2 separate regions of the Mus musculus genome follow, and region 1 is linked to region 2. A link is a contact called in public Hi-C data. All regions are on one chromosome and are shown on one strand. The core of a region is the stretch at or near the end of the contact, and the rest is flanking DNA. Distances in the headings are between cores, read along the strand shown. Region 1 overlaps Lrmda (leucine rich melanocyte differentiation associated). Region 2 overlaps Lrmda (leucine rich melanocyte differentiation associated).

Evidence for each region. A called contact is a pair of places that touch in the nucleus more often than the background predicts.
Region 1: a Hi-C map of cranial neural crest shows a contact between it and region 2, with 3 times the contacts expected there. The contact joins two enhancer-like sites. A contact is called at or near these places in 4 of 484 Hi-C or Micro-C datasets (cranial neural crest, nephron progenitors and uterus) and 2 of 9 other capture datasets (embryonic tail and embryonic trunk).

Annotation. Positions count from the first base shown.
Region 1 is chr14:23,043,498-23,049,308 of GRCm38.p6, forward strand. All of the region lies in intron 6 of Lrmda (leucine rich melanocyte differentiation associated), which reads left to right. The region is part of intron 2 of Gm10248 (predicted gene 10248); the gene reads right to left. Among named protein-coding and RNA genes, the nearest start is that of Gm10248, 48 kb to the right of the region's middle. Within about 2 kb of position 3,099, at least 19 of the 459 cell types and tissues checked have an H3K27ac peak or open chromatin away from gene starts, as enhancers often do.
Region 2 is chr14:22,111,813-22,117,695 of GRCm38.p6, forward strand. The region is part of intron 2 of Lrmda (leucine rich melanocyte differentiation associated); the gene reads left to right. Among named protein-coding and RNA genes, the nearest start is that of Gm41107, 84 kb to the left of the region's middle. RefSeq lists an enhancer at 1,403-4,139. Within about 2 kb of position 2,374, at least 40 of the 459 cell types and tissues checked have an H3K27ac peak or open chromatin away from gene starts, as enhancers often do.

The sequences.
Region 1 (5,811 bases), core at 1,849-4,348, 930 kb after region 2:
AGATTGCTGGGGAGACTGGTAACTTCATTAAGTTTTAATGAGGCTAACCCTAATGAAGGCCTTTCTAATGTACTTTGTATTTACTAGGCTTTCATCTTGAGCAAGAAATAGGGTCCAGAAAGTTTCTAGTGCTCTTGTGTGCTTCTTTGTCTTGATGTACACACATGTGTGCATGTATATATACACACATACATAAAAGCATGTGTCAAGAAGGTGGAGGATGGGTAGTTGAAGACATTCAGGAGTACAGTTTGTTAGTGTCCAAGTATTGTGATTCTGCAACAGTAGACTTTTGGACACACACTTTTGGACAGAGAGAGCTAGAGGCAGGGGTGGGAGAAAGAAGAAAGGAAGGAATGAAGAAGGGGGGAGGGGTGGGTAAGAGGAAGGGAGAGACAGACAATGTAAATTTCATTCAATTAGATCAAATATCAACAGATCCTCTTTGTTTTTCTTTGAGAGAGGCAATTTTGACTACCCTAGAACTAAGAAAGATTATGATATCATCTATGGAGAACCAGTTCACTTGGATTTTAATGGAGGGCAGACGGAGTTTGGGTCAGTGTGCTCAGGGAGGAAGCCCTTTAGGGGCTTGAATTACAACAATCTCAGTTGTTACTACATTTGCTTAATTTCGTCTGAGAGTTCCATCCTGCCCCTCCCTGACCTCTTTTCTAAAAACCTGGGTTTATTTTCAATAACTCCTTGGATAAATTTCAGCCCAAGGAAGCACACAGAACTGTAGAGAAAGCCCTGCCTCCACCTTTTGATGCTAGCCCTCGATGAGAACAGATCTGAAACCAAAATGTGAATGTCTTCTTAAGAGCACAGCCAGCACCCCTGTTCACACTCTGCCAGGAAACCCCACTTCTCAGGTGTGTTCATAGAGGGGCCTGGCAGCTTGGAGGAGGAGCAAAGATATCTGGAAAGCTGTTTTCCCAATTCCCCCTGCTCTGTACTTCATAAATCATGTTTTACAGGCTCACCCCCAGTCCTACCCCATTCTCTGCTTTCTTCTCCTGTTAATGCAATCAGCATGCCACTAAAATAAAACCCCAAAATGGGAGAAAGCTTGAATGTCCAAATATTGTGCATCTTTTTTTTTTTCTTATTTCAGTGCTGAAGTTTGAACTAAGGGCCTGATACTGTGCTAGACAAGAGCTGTCCCTCGCTTCAGTCAGTCATTACTTATCTGTTTTAGGTGCCATTTGTTTTCTGGCTGCTCTTGGGAAGCAAATAAAACTTCTATTTACTAGAGTGCAATACAGTAAGATCTTCAACTAGCCAGATTCTTTGTGTCTCTAACTTTAAATATGAATAAAAATGAGGGCATTTACTTTACCAAAGAAAAGGGCAGGGTGGGGAGGGGCCTTTAGGTTGTTCTAGAACAGACTTTCTTAAAGATCATTCTGCAACATTATCTGGGAATTTTCCAAAAGAAACAAATTTCTCGTCCCAGACTCAGACCCACTAAATTGGAAGTTTTGGGGATGGTCCCCATGGAGAGAAAGTCAAGGAGAACCAGTTCCTAGGGAGAGGACACCCAACTCTTTGGCATGTCAAATGTATGGGCTCCGAAGCACCCTTAGGCCATTGTGCTCAGTCCACAAATATCAACTTAGATATGGGGAGACGTCTCAGTGGGAAGCAAACCTGAGGAGTCATGTTCCATCTCTTAAGACAAGCATGCGTGATAAAGCCAGGCATATTGCTATGTACTTATCACCCCAGCCTAGAGAGTCCTGGAAACCCACTGTAGCTGAATGGGTAATCTGTAACCCCCCCCCAAAAGGCTGTCTTAAAAGATAGAATAAATTGAAAAAATGACAGATGAGGCTGCCTTCTGACTTCCATCACCAGTCTATACAAATTATTTGTTGAACACCTAAGATGTAGCTTGGGCTTGGTGGTGTGTGTGTGAATCTGCTGTCTGAACCCTTCTGAAGTCTGTGCAGAGGAAGGATGCTGTGTTTCTGAGTAGCATTCACTTCTCCCACCCCCACCCCCACCCCCATCTTACTTCCTGATTGTGTCATCCTCACTGGTAACCCTCAACTGCAGCCACTCTGGCAAATCTAGTGAGACTGTTGCTTTTATGGGTGAGAGAGAACTCAAAGTTTCCACTTAATCATGAGATAATAATCTAATTAATTAACTGGGCCCCACCTTTCCTTTGTGGCTGCTTTGTCACACGACTGTTACATTGAGAGAATGCCTAGAAAGAGGGCAGGAGCCCTGTCCTGCTTGCTAGGGCTTCTGCTGCACTCTGCGCTGTGTTACTTGGGGTGGAGGGAGAAGAACCAAGTAACTGGTTTTTGTCATCTTGGGTTGAATCCTCTCAATTATTTTCATTCCATGTGATTTTAGTTTAGAATGCCATTTCCTGGACTTTAAAACCAGGTTGGGCTTAATATCTGTGGAAGCTGCACATACCAATGTCTCTTAGAGTATGGGAGGTCACTCGGTTGCTGTTCTCAGTGTGAGTGATGACTCTGGACTAGATATTCTGAGAAGGGACGGAAGACACTCATTGGGTTTTAAGCAAGAAAAACCTGCCTTTAAAAAAGCAGCAGCCATGATTTCTGTGTATTGACCCAATGGTCACTTGAGTCAAAAAATAAAAATAACTTAAAATATGCTCCCAGAGAATGGTAACTCCACGCCAATGGATGTCACTTTTCTTTGGGGGAGTGCCCATGGTACAAGTGCTTTTTGTTTCCTTTTTCTAAGAGAGGATCTGTTTTTATTGGTTTGCATGCTTCTTTATATTTGTGCAGGTAGTATTTAAAAACAAAAAACAAATCCAAAACCAAAGCCCTGAGCTAAAACTAACCATGGCTGGTAAGGAAGACTAGTCCCCTGAAACGGAGGCAGAAGGAACCTAAATGTGTCATAGAGAGGGGGGCCTTTGGTAGCCTCAGTCCCAGATAGCCTTCAGCTCAGATTGGGTAAACATGACATATTGATCATTACAGAACGTGTAATTGGTGACCACAAGCACAGTGTGGCTTTAATGGCCTTCCCTGAATAGTTGCCCTTATTTATTTAAAGAAAGCCGTGGCTGTTTCCTAACTGCATGCTGCCCTCTAGTGGCTACGATTCTGACTTCAAAAGATGAAGTGGAAAGGATAAATACAGAGATATTGGGAGTGGTGGAGGGGGTGTGATTGTGTCTCTGTCTCTGTCTCCCTTCCTTCCTCCCTCTACTTTTCTTTCACCCCTCTACTTCTCTCTCCCTTTCCCTCTCTTTCCCCCTTCTTCCCCTCTGTACTTTCCTCACACACACCCTCTGGCCCCTGTCTCCTTTCTGAAAGATTTCTTCGTTCTCTTGAAACAGAAACATGAAGTCTTCCCACATGAGCACTGTCCATTTTGAATGACAGCCAGGGTGAGATCCATCCAGGAGCTGCTGGAAAGGCACCTGATGAACTACACTTGATTTGCATCCCATCTTAGCGTGCACCTTGGAATCTAGCCCTTCTCACATCCATTATGCCCCTCTTGCTGGCCCACTCTACAGCTCCTTTTGCCCTCCGTGAAGAAGCAGCAAAGGATGAGCCAGTGTCCTGTTGGTGGTGATCTTTGAAGTTCTCGGGAGGCCCTTGTGCCTGTGAAGAAGACTGAACAAATAAATAATACACCTGAAAAATAAGCTATAAAAGCAGAACTTAGCATTATGTGTCTGACTAAAGAGTTCAGGGAAGGACAAAGTAATGCTAACAGCTGGGCGTAAGTAAACTGCTCTTTCGGACATCAGGAAGAAGGGTGTTCTCTGCTCTCATTTTTTATTTGGGACAGAACAGAACTGACAATGCAAAGGCAAATAAGTAAACAAACAAAGCTTGGCCCAGCAAGATTTACAAACTTATTTCTGAAGAGGGAGGGGACTTGTTCAAGCAAGGAAAGTAGATTTGGTCTCTTATTTCTACCATATCTCATTCTGATCAAAATTCTGTGAGTGGAGGTGAGAGATAGATGCTGGCTCCGAGGGTCTTTCATAGAGGGCCTGCTCATATTGCAAACAAATTGGAAAGGACATGTGAGCAAAGGCCCAGTGGCTCTCCTAACTAGGATTCTTAGTGGATACATGTTCTGTGATGGTTCAGAAGGTCTGGAGTATCTTTCACCTGGCCATGATATCCGTGGGCTCAAGGAGAGACAGCAGGGATGGTGCCTGGGCGTCTGATCAATGGACAAGGATGTCTAAAACTTGCATACACAAAGGGAAAACTGGTCTTGCTATGTAGAAAAAGTGTGTGTTTGTGTGTGTGTGTGTGTGTGTGTCCTCCTGTCCTCCCTTTCCTAACTCCTTTTCCTCCTAAGATGACAAGCCTCATTTCAACTGCCCTGGGAGCCCAGAGCATATTTCCTACAGACTCTGCTTTATGACATGTCAACCTGTCTGCTCACTCTCACCCTGAGTTGTCCAGCCTCCCTGGTCTGGAGGCAAGGATGCTTGCCCGTCACAGTCACCTCACTACAGTTAGAGCCTTTCCCCCTGGTGTTGTGCTTCCTTCAGATACAGGGTGAGGCCTGACATGGCCCAGCATCCGGCTGAGCAGGCTTCACAATCTAGACTCTCAAGGGATAGTTATGAACCACCCTTCAGGCCATCTCAGTGTTTGAGCACTGAGGCCAAGCACACATTTCTCTAAGTTTAATCTGAGAGGCTCTTTGTCTGCATCCTAACCTTTGAATTAATGGCCATATTGTGAGATCTGACTCTGTGTTCACTGTGTTTACAGAAAGCATCCTGTCATAACCCCATAACTTGAATCTTGTTTTACATCTAGAATGTCCACATTGGGCTCCAGGTGCTAAGAAACAAATAAAAGCTGTCCTTTAATTTATGATAAGCATTGCCAGTAGAAATAATCAGCCCGAGGAAGAACTGGCATCAATGGAACCTTGAATCTAATATGATTTGTCATAGATAAAAACACTGACCCGCGATTTACATCCCAAGATCTCGAATTCATAGGGTGGGATTAACCTTGGTAGAAATAATGAAAAAAATAAAATGAAATCAGCCAGAGATAAACATGGTAAAATGTGACCAAACTTTCCCAGACAGCTCAACCTCTCCTGCTGTAATTCAACAACACACAAATTTACTCTGGGAAATGGGGCTCTTACCACTAAATGATGGCAGAAAAGATAAGACGTCACTGGACTATATTCATAGTTTGCAAAAGCCGGTAGAGGAATATTACATGGGAATGAAGTCATACTCTTCTGAAAGTAGAAAGGAGAATATTAAGAACAGAAAATATTTGACTTGGTATTTAAGAAGCAAGTAAGGAGTTAAACTGTCAAAACAGAACTGTGCATAACTGGCACCTTCTCAAAGGAAAATTACCAGGCAAGTTTACACATGTTAGCACATGTAAGCCAGAAGCCAAAAATATCCTGCAGGCGAAGATGGCAGCATTCAGTGACCACCCCAACACAGTGGCAGAGTCTAGAATAAGCATCCCCTGGTGCTTCTCATTTGTATAATACTGGATGGCGTGTGTGGAGGTGGGTAGCCAAAAGCAAGGACAATGTCCAGTGCATCCTCCCCAGACATGGGAAGGAGAGCCAGCAAGTGTCCTTGCAGCCGTGGTACCCACACATCTTCAACTGAAAATGCTGACTACAAACCCAGATATCTGCCTCAAGTCTTAGCCTACTAGTTTGGGAAGGAGGGAAGGGTCACCCATTCCTTTTTGTCTGTCCCCTGGATCAAGTAGAAAGCTTGTTTGAATTCTAAGCTGGGATTCAGAGGCCAGTGGAAGACAGTATGTCTAGGCATGAAGGAAAGGCATGAAC
Region 2 (5,883 bases), core at 1,124-3,623:
AATAAATGTGCCATTTGTATGCATCCTTCTAGAATTATTTGGTCTTGATGCAAAGGCTGTTTAGAAGTAAAGATGTGTGGTGAATTTGGCTTTGGGCCTTAATTTTCTTTATTAATTTCAGGATAATTAGCTTAACGGCATCTTGTGTCTTAATGGGTATTAATATGGCCACAGTATACTTATCGAATACCTGCAATCTTTCCTAGAAACTGGGCATTACAGCTCTGATTTTCCTGTGGCTTCTATCCTCGTGAGAAAGGGGGCAGAGGGTGGGGTAGTGAGCCCAGACAATGCAATTTCAGGTAGCCACACAGGCCTGAGGAAAATTAAGCAGAGCATATGCATTGGTGTTTCAGAGGAGCTGTTATGAGAGTGACTTTAGATGAAGATATCCTGGGTCCGAGCTCTGGGGAAAAGCTGTTCAGCAGGGAGCTGTTAGGTTTGATGCTTGAACTGAGCAAGACTTTGGGGACTTGATAGAAGGTACCAAACTGCACAGAGCAAGTGCAAAGGCCCTGGGGCCAGAATGGGTTTTGCATGATGCAGGATGTGCAGGAAGGCTATCGATGGACCCATCAGGAGAGGGTTTCAAGTTTGGAGGTTGGTATAGGTGGTATATAGGAGGACACCTATAAGAGAATATGGTTCTGGTATTTGTCCTGTGTGTGGCCATAGGAGGCTTGATTGCACATACTGTCTTCCATCTCCCCAGCACCAAGCCAAACTGACAGTCTCATTTTTCCCCTTGCTGGCTCCTGTAGAAACATCTTTCTCCCTTCTTGGCATCCCTGTGCCACTGTTTGCTAGATGCCAAGATCAATGATGCCCCCCCATCAGCAGAGAGGATTGAATACTTCTGCTTCCTTTCCAGCGACTCCCCAGCCATGCTGTTTGCATGTACGTGCTCTGTCTCTGTCTCCCCAGGCTCTTGTGATTAGCTAGCTGTACCTTGGATTGTCTTTTTGGATAGAAGCAGATAGTACTTATATTTGATATTACTGTGTTTAGCGCAGGGCTTGAACTCAACACATATTTAATATATTTGTTGGTTAAATAAGTGGGACACTTTCCCCCCTGGTTGCTCATTCTTGGTTCTAGAAATTAGGGGTGAATTCAGAGTCAATCAACTCCTTGCTTTTATAGAATGAGCTTAAAACCAACTCAAAGTAATTTTGGATTTAGGCCACTTAGAAGAGTCTTGGTGGGCAGTTGGCCTAAATGGTACTTGCAGGAATGAGAAGTCTTCTTGGGGCTTCATTAGCCCAGGCTTGGCTGTCTGCAAACCCCAGCTGGGTGGTGAGCCTAGATCTTTCCTGTTTGTGTGTCTTTGTCCCCCAGACCTTACTAGGACCTTTGTCCCTTATAAATTTGGAGCTGATTTAGAATTAGGTATTTGTTTTTCTCCCCACTGAGTTGTTAGCTGTTCAGTCTAAGCTCAACTATGGAATATATTAAAAGCAAACTAAAAACAAGTCAGTGTTTTGCCTCTAATGCTATGGGGATATTTGATTTTAAATCATCTTTTAGTACATCACAAATCTCCCCCATGATGCTCCCTTCCTCACTCTCCCATTTTCTTTCCCCACCTTTTTTTTTATCAGAGACATTTTTCTTCTTCCTTTTTTTTTTTTTTTTGTTTAGCGCAAAAGGCCATTTCTTAAGTCCTGATTTATTCTGAAATTTACATGAGGAAAATGGCTCCAGATCCCACACAAGTGAAACTTTATTTTTTAATCTGGGCCACAGTAGGGAGCCCTGAGAAACGCATTTTCCTCCAGGATCGGAGGAGGAATACATAGTGTTTGTTTAAAGCATCAGGTATTGAGAAATGCAACAGGGTGAAAAGTTTGACCCCAGCTGCCAGATCCGATCTGCTAGGGGTAATTGAGTTGCCATGTTTTCTCCCTCTTCAGTTTAAATCAAGTTTTGCTATAGCCCATTTACGTGTCAAATTGGTAGCTAAACTTGACAACTTCAGGGTGCAGACTTGCTTTTGATCAGAATTTACATGCAAATCATTTTTTGCCTTGAACTGTCAACTCTGATACTCTGAGGGGGACATGTCTGTCCCCAGCTTCTCTCTCTCCCCACCCCCACCCCAAGCCAAAGGGGATGTTGGCTAATGTTATTAATCAGCATGTGGAAAAAAAATTATCTTGATAAATATGGTGGCTAAACTATACTTTCCCTTTTGTGTGTCAGTTGTTGCAGCCGGGCATTTAATCTCCCTTTACCTAGAAGGAAATCAGACAATTATCCAGCACTTGATGTCAAAAGGAAGCCCGAGAATGAAGGTGGAGGGTCCCAGTGTATTGGGGAATGGACTTAAGCCACCAAATCCCGACAAAGGGCCCTGACAGTCTGCATTTTCTTGGGCATTAAACAAAGTCTTTGGTAAGTTTAAAGAATCTTTCCCTGCATGACTAAACTCATTGAGAGGGTTAGAGAGAAAGCTGCCTCAGAAGTCTTAAGCCTGAAAGGTTTTTCTTTTTTTTTTTTTTCTTTTTTTTTTTTTTGATTTTGCCCTGAACCCTCGGGACCCTTAAAACACTTGAGCATGTGTTGTTCCATCCCTCAGCCAGACAAAGGGGTGTTTGCGCTTCCAGAGAGTTAATAACGACAGGAGTAAGTCTTTCTGGTTTTTGGTTATTCTGTCTCCATCCGCTACCTACCCAAATCATTTAACTGTGATTTACACACTGCCTGCCTCAGTTCTTCTGGACATCTGGGCTCCAAGGAGCAAGAAAAGGCAAGGGCTCAAACAACCACCACAGCCCAAAGACAAATTTAGAAAACAGAAGCTTCTAGAATATGCCAAAGATAAAGAGAGCCGGTTGAGAGTACTCAAGAGTTATCCATTGCAGAGCCCGAATGTCGAGTGTCATAATATTAGATTTTTGTTTCTAGTTGGCCTGAAATTCCGTTCCATCAGTGCACCCCCCCTCCCTCATGGGGTGAGAACATCAAACGTGTTTTCTTGCCAGGATGACAGCCAGCATTGTGTCAGATGGGAGACACATGTAAGCCTGACTTGAGAAGTGAAAAACATCTCAAGATTGGGTCGGTGTGATCGGACATGGCCCCACTGCAGGTCTTTCTGGAACCTCCTGGGCCAGGCCCTTTCAGCCTCTGTCCAGCACTGCCTGCCTTGTGTGCTGTGAAATTTTAATTGAATTGTTAATGACACCGAGGAGTGACACAACACACGAGGAACTTCCAAGAATCAGTCAGGAGGAGCCCCCTTTGCTCACTGTTACAAAACAGAAGACACTGGGAAATTGACAAGTCCAAGCGGCGAGGCCAGGGTCGTAATTGATAGCAGGCTGTCTAAAGCCAAGGCCCTTCTTTGGTAATTGCAAGCAGAGGCGCCTCTCTGATCTCACCAGAGGTGCTGGCCATGCCAGAGCGACCCGGCTTTGACGGATGGCCTTCCCGAGGTAATGACTTCGGCATGTTCTCCCCCTCACATGAGGCTGTGTCCCTCCCACTGGAGAAAATGAGCCGAGCATTTTGCTGCCTCTTAAACAGGCCCCTGTTAAAATAACTCTATTCTATTATATAAGCCCTGTAGTGCCAGGGGCTAAATTTATATGGTTATAAACAAGAGATATTACTTTGGAATACCACAATACTGTGTTTTGCTCTTTCTTGAGGATTTCAAATGGTGTTTTCAAAATAATGGATTTTACTTCACGAAGAAAAGAATGAGGGGCGTGTAGGAGGCAGAAGGCAGGAACTCGTTTCCGAATCAAACCTTCATCCTAGTTTGAAATTCCTCTGTGTACCTTCCCTAATTCACTTGCCCAGTATTTATTTGTATTTGTGTTTGTTTTGCTGGCTGCATTTGACTCTCTTTGGGAGCATCAGAAATATTATTTACTCCAGGACCCTGAAATAAGATAGATATTTTATTTCATGGTTTTTACACTCCTCAAAGGTTTCTTTTTATTCCCCTCCCCTATCCATTTTTGGACATTGATATATTTCAGAACTTTTATGTGGCTTTCCCTCCCTCCATCTCCGCTCCCTTCCCCCATCTCTCTTCCTGGAATGTAATTTTGTCTGTGAAATATGACTGTAAGCTCAAGTGTCCCTGATGATCTATAGTACTTCTGGATTTTCACTCTGTTGGTGACAGAAACTGACTAATTCTGATATAGGGACCCTGGGTGCCCCTCCCCACTGTAACTGGTGCTTTCTGGTATGTTTAAAGTTTGGGTCTCTCATAACACAGTTTCCCACCAAGAACCAATCTTAAAAGGGAGCCAAGGAGATCTGTAAAAACTCAACCTTATATTCTTAATTCTCAGGTTCTTGGTGTGTGTGTTTCTGTGTGAGTGTGCCTCTGTGTATATGTTTCTTTGTGTGTCTCTGAGTGTGTCTGTGTGTGTGTTCACACACTCATAGATGGATAAGTTTGATGGGAACCTGAGAAGCTGGGTTCAGATTTTCCTTATTGGGTATTTCAGGGGAATGGCTACAGAAACAGATCCAGAGAGGAGGGAGTCGTTACTAACCTCAAATGAGGCCAGCCTGCTAGAAGCAACGTTGAGATTAGGGCTCAGAACTCCTGATTCCAAGTCCTGAGTCAAAGTCTACAATCCCAGCCCAGTGGGCAGGCAAAGCTGAACGCGTTTGAAACATAGGAAGGATTTGTTGCTAGCGTTCCAATCTGCACTCTGGATTCTGGAAGGGTGGCCTGGGAGGACCGAGGAGCTCACAAAAATTCTCCTTTGTCAGCCATGCGCAGTCTGTGGGGAAGGAAGGGTTGACGTCTCAGAGGAAGCTTTGGGTTGGAGTTGTTTTTTGTGCTGAAATGCATTATCTTAAGGTGGAAGCCAGAATCGTTCATGAAGTTTCTTTAAAGACTCTAGATCCCCAGAGGAGGAATGAGAGGACATTTATTGAGTGCTGACCAGTGTCAGGCACAGTGCCAGGTGACTCCACACATGGGTTTAGGTTTTAGAACTGTTTCTGAGCTCTGAGAGTTCAAGTTTCTTCATTTGTAAGGTGGTGGGTGAAAGAACTGAGCAGTGTGGCCTAGTGCGCTCCACTGCCTTCAAAGACTATTCTTTAAACTTTTTAATTCTGTTTAGAATTACTTTTAATTTAATTTGATTTTTTTTTTCCTCTATAGAGGATTGAATACAGTACCTCATGCATGCTGGTCAAGTGCTCTACCATAGAGCTACATCTCCCTGTGTTTAAATTATTTACTCATGTATCCATCCATTCATTTACTATTTTGTTATAGAGTTTTACTATATAGCCCAGGTTGCCTTCAAACTCACAATCCTCCTGCCTCTGCTTCCTGAGAGCTAAGATTACAGGTGTGTGCCACTATAACCAAATCAAAGGCCATGCTTTTAAAGACTGCTTAATGGTAAGACAAATCCATGTTATTCACTAAAAGAGCAGGTTATGAAGTTGTGGACATATATGAGCAGTGGACAGATTTGTATAGAAAAGGGGAAAGGTGACTCAGTATCAGAATGTTAATAGGCTATTTCTTGCGTTTGGGTCAAGGACCATTTGAGTTTTGATCTGTTTTTACACATTTCTATTTTACAGGTAATTATAACAGGGATTGTTTCTGTGAATGGTGGGAGTGATACAAGAAGTACATATGTGTTAATAAGTTACTCATGATCAGGAAATAAATAGCCAGGCCTGAGCAATGTAAGGATGGAGGTTCTTCCATCAGGAAACTACTACTGTGTAGTAGTCCTGGAGAGAAAACCTACACCCATTGAGAGTTGATTAATAATAATGATCACTTCTGGTAGTTATTATTATACTGTTATATATATGGCTGTGAGGTTATGAGAGAGAATCTCTGGATACCTATCTATCTATCTATCTATCTATCTATCTATCTATCTA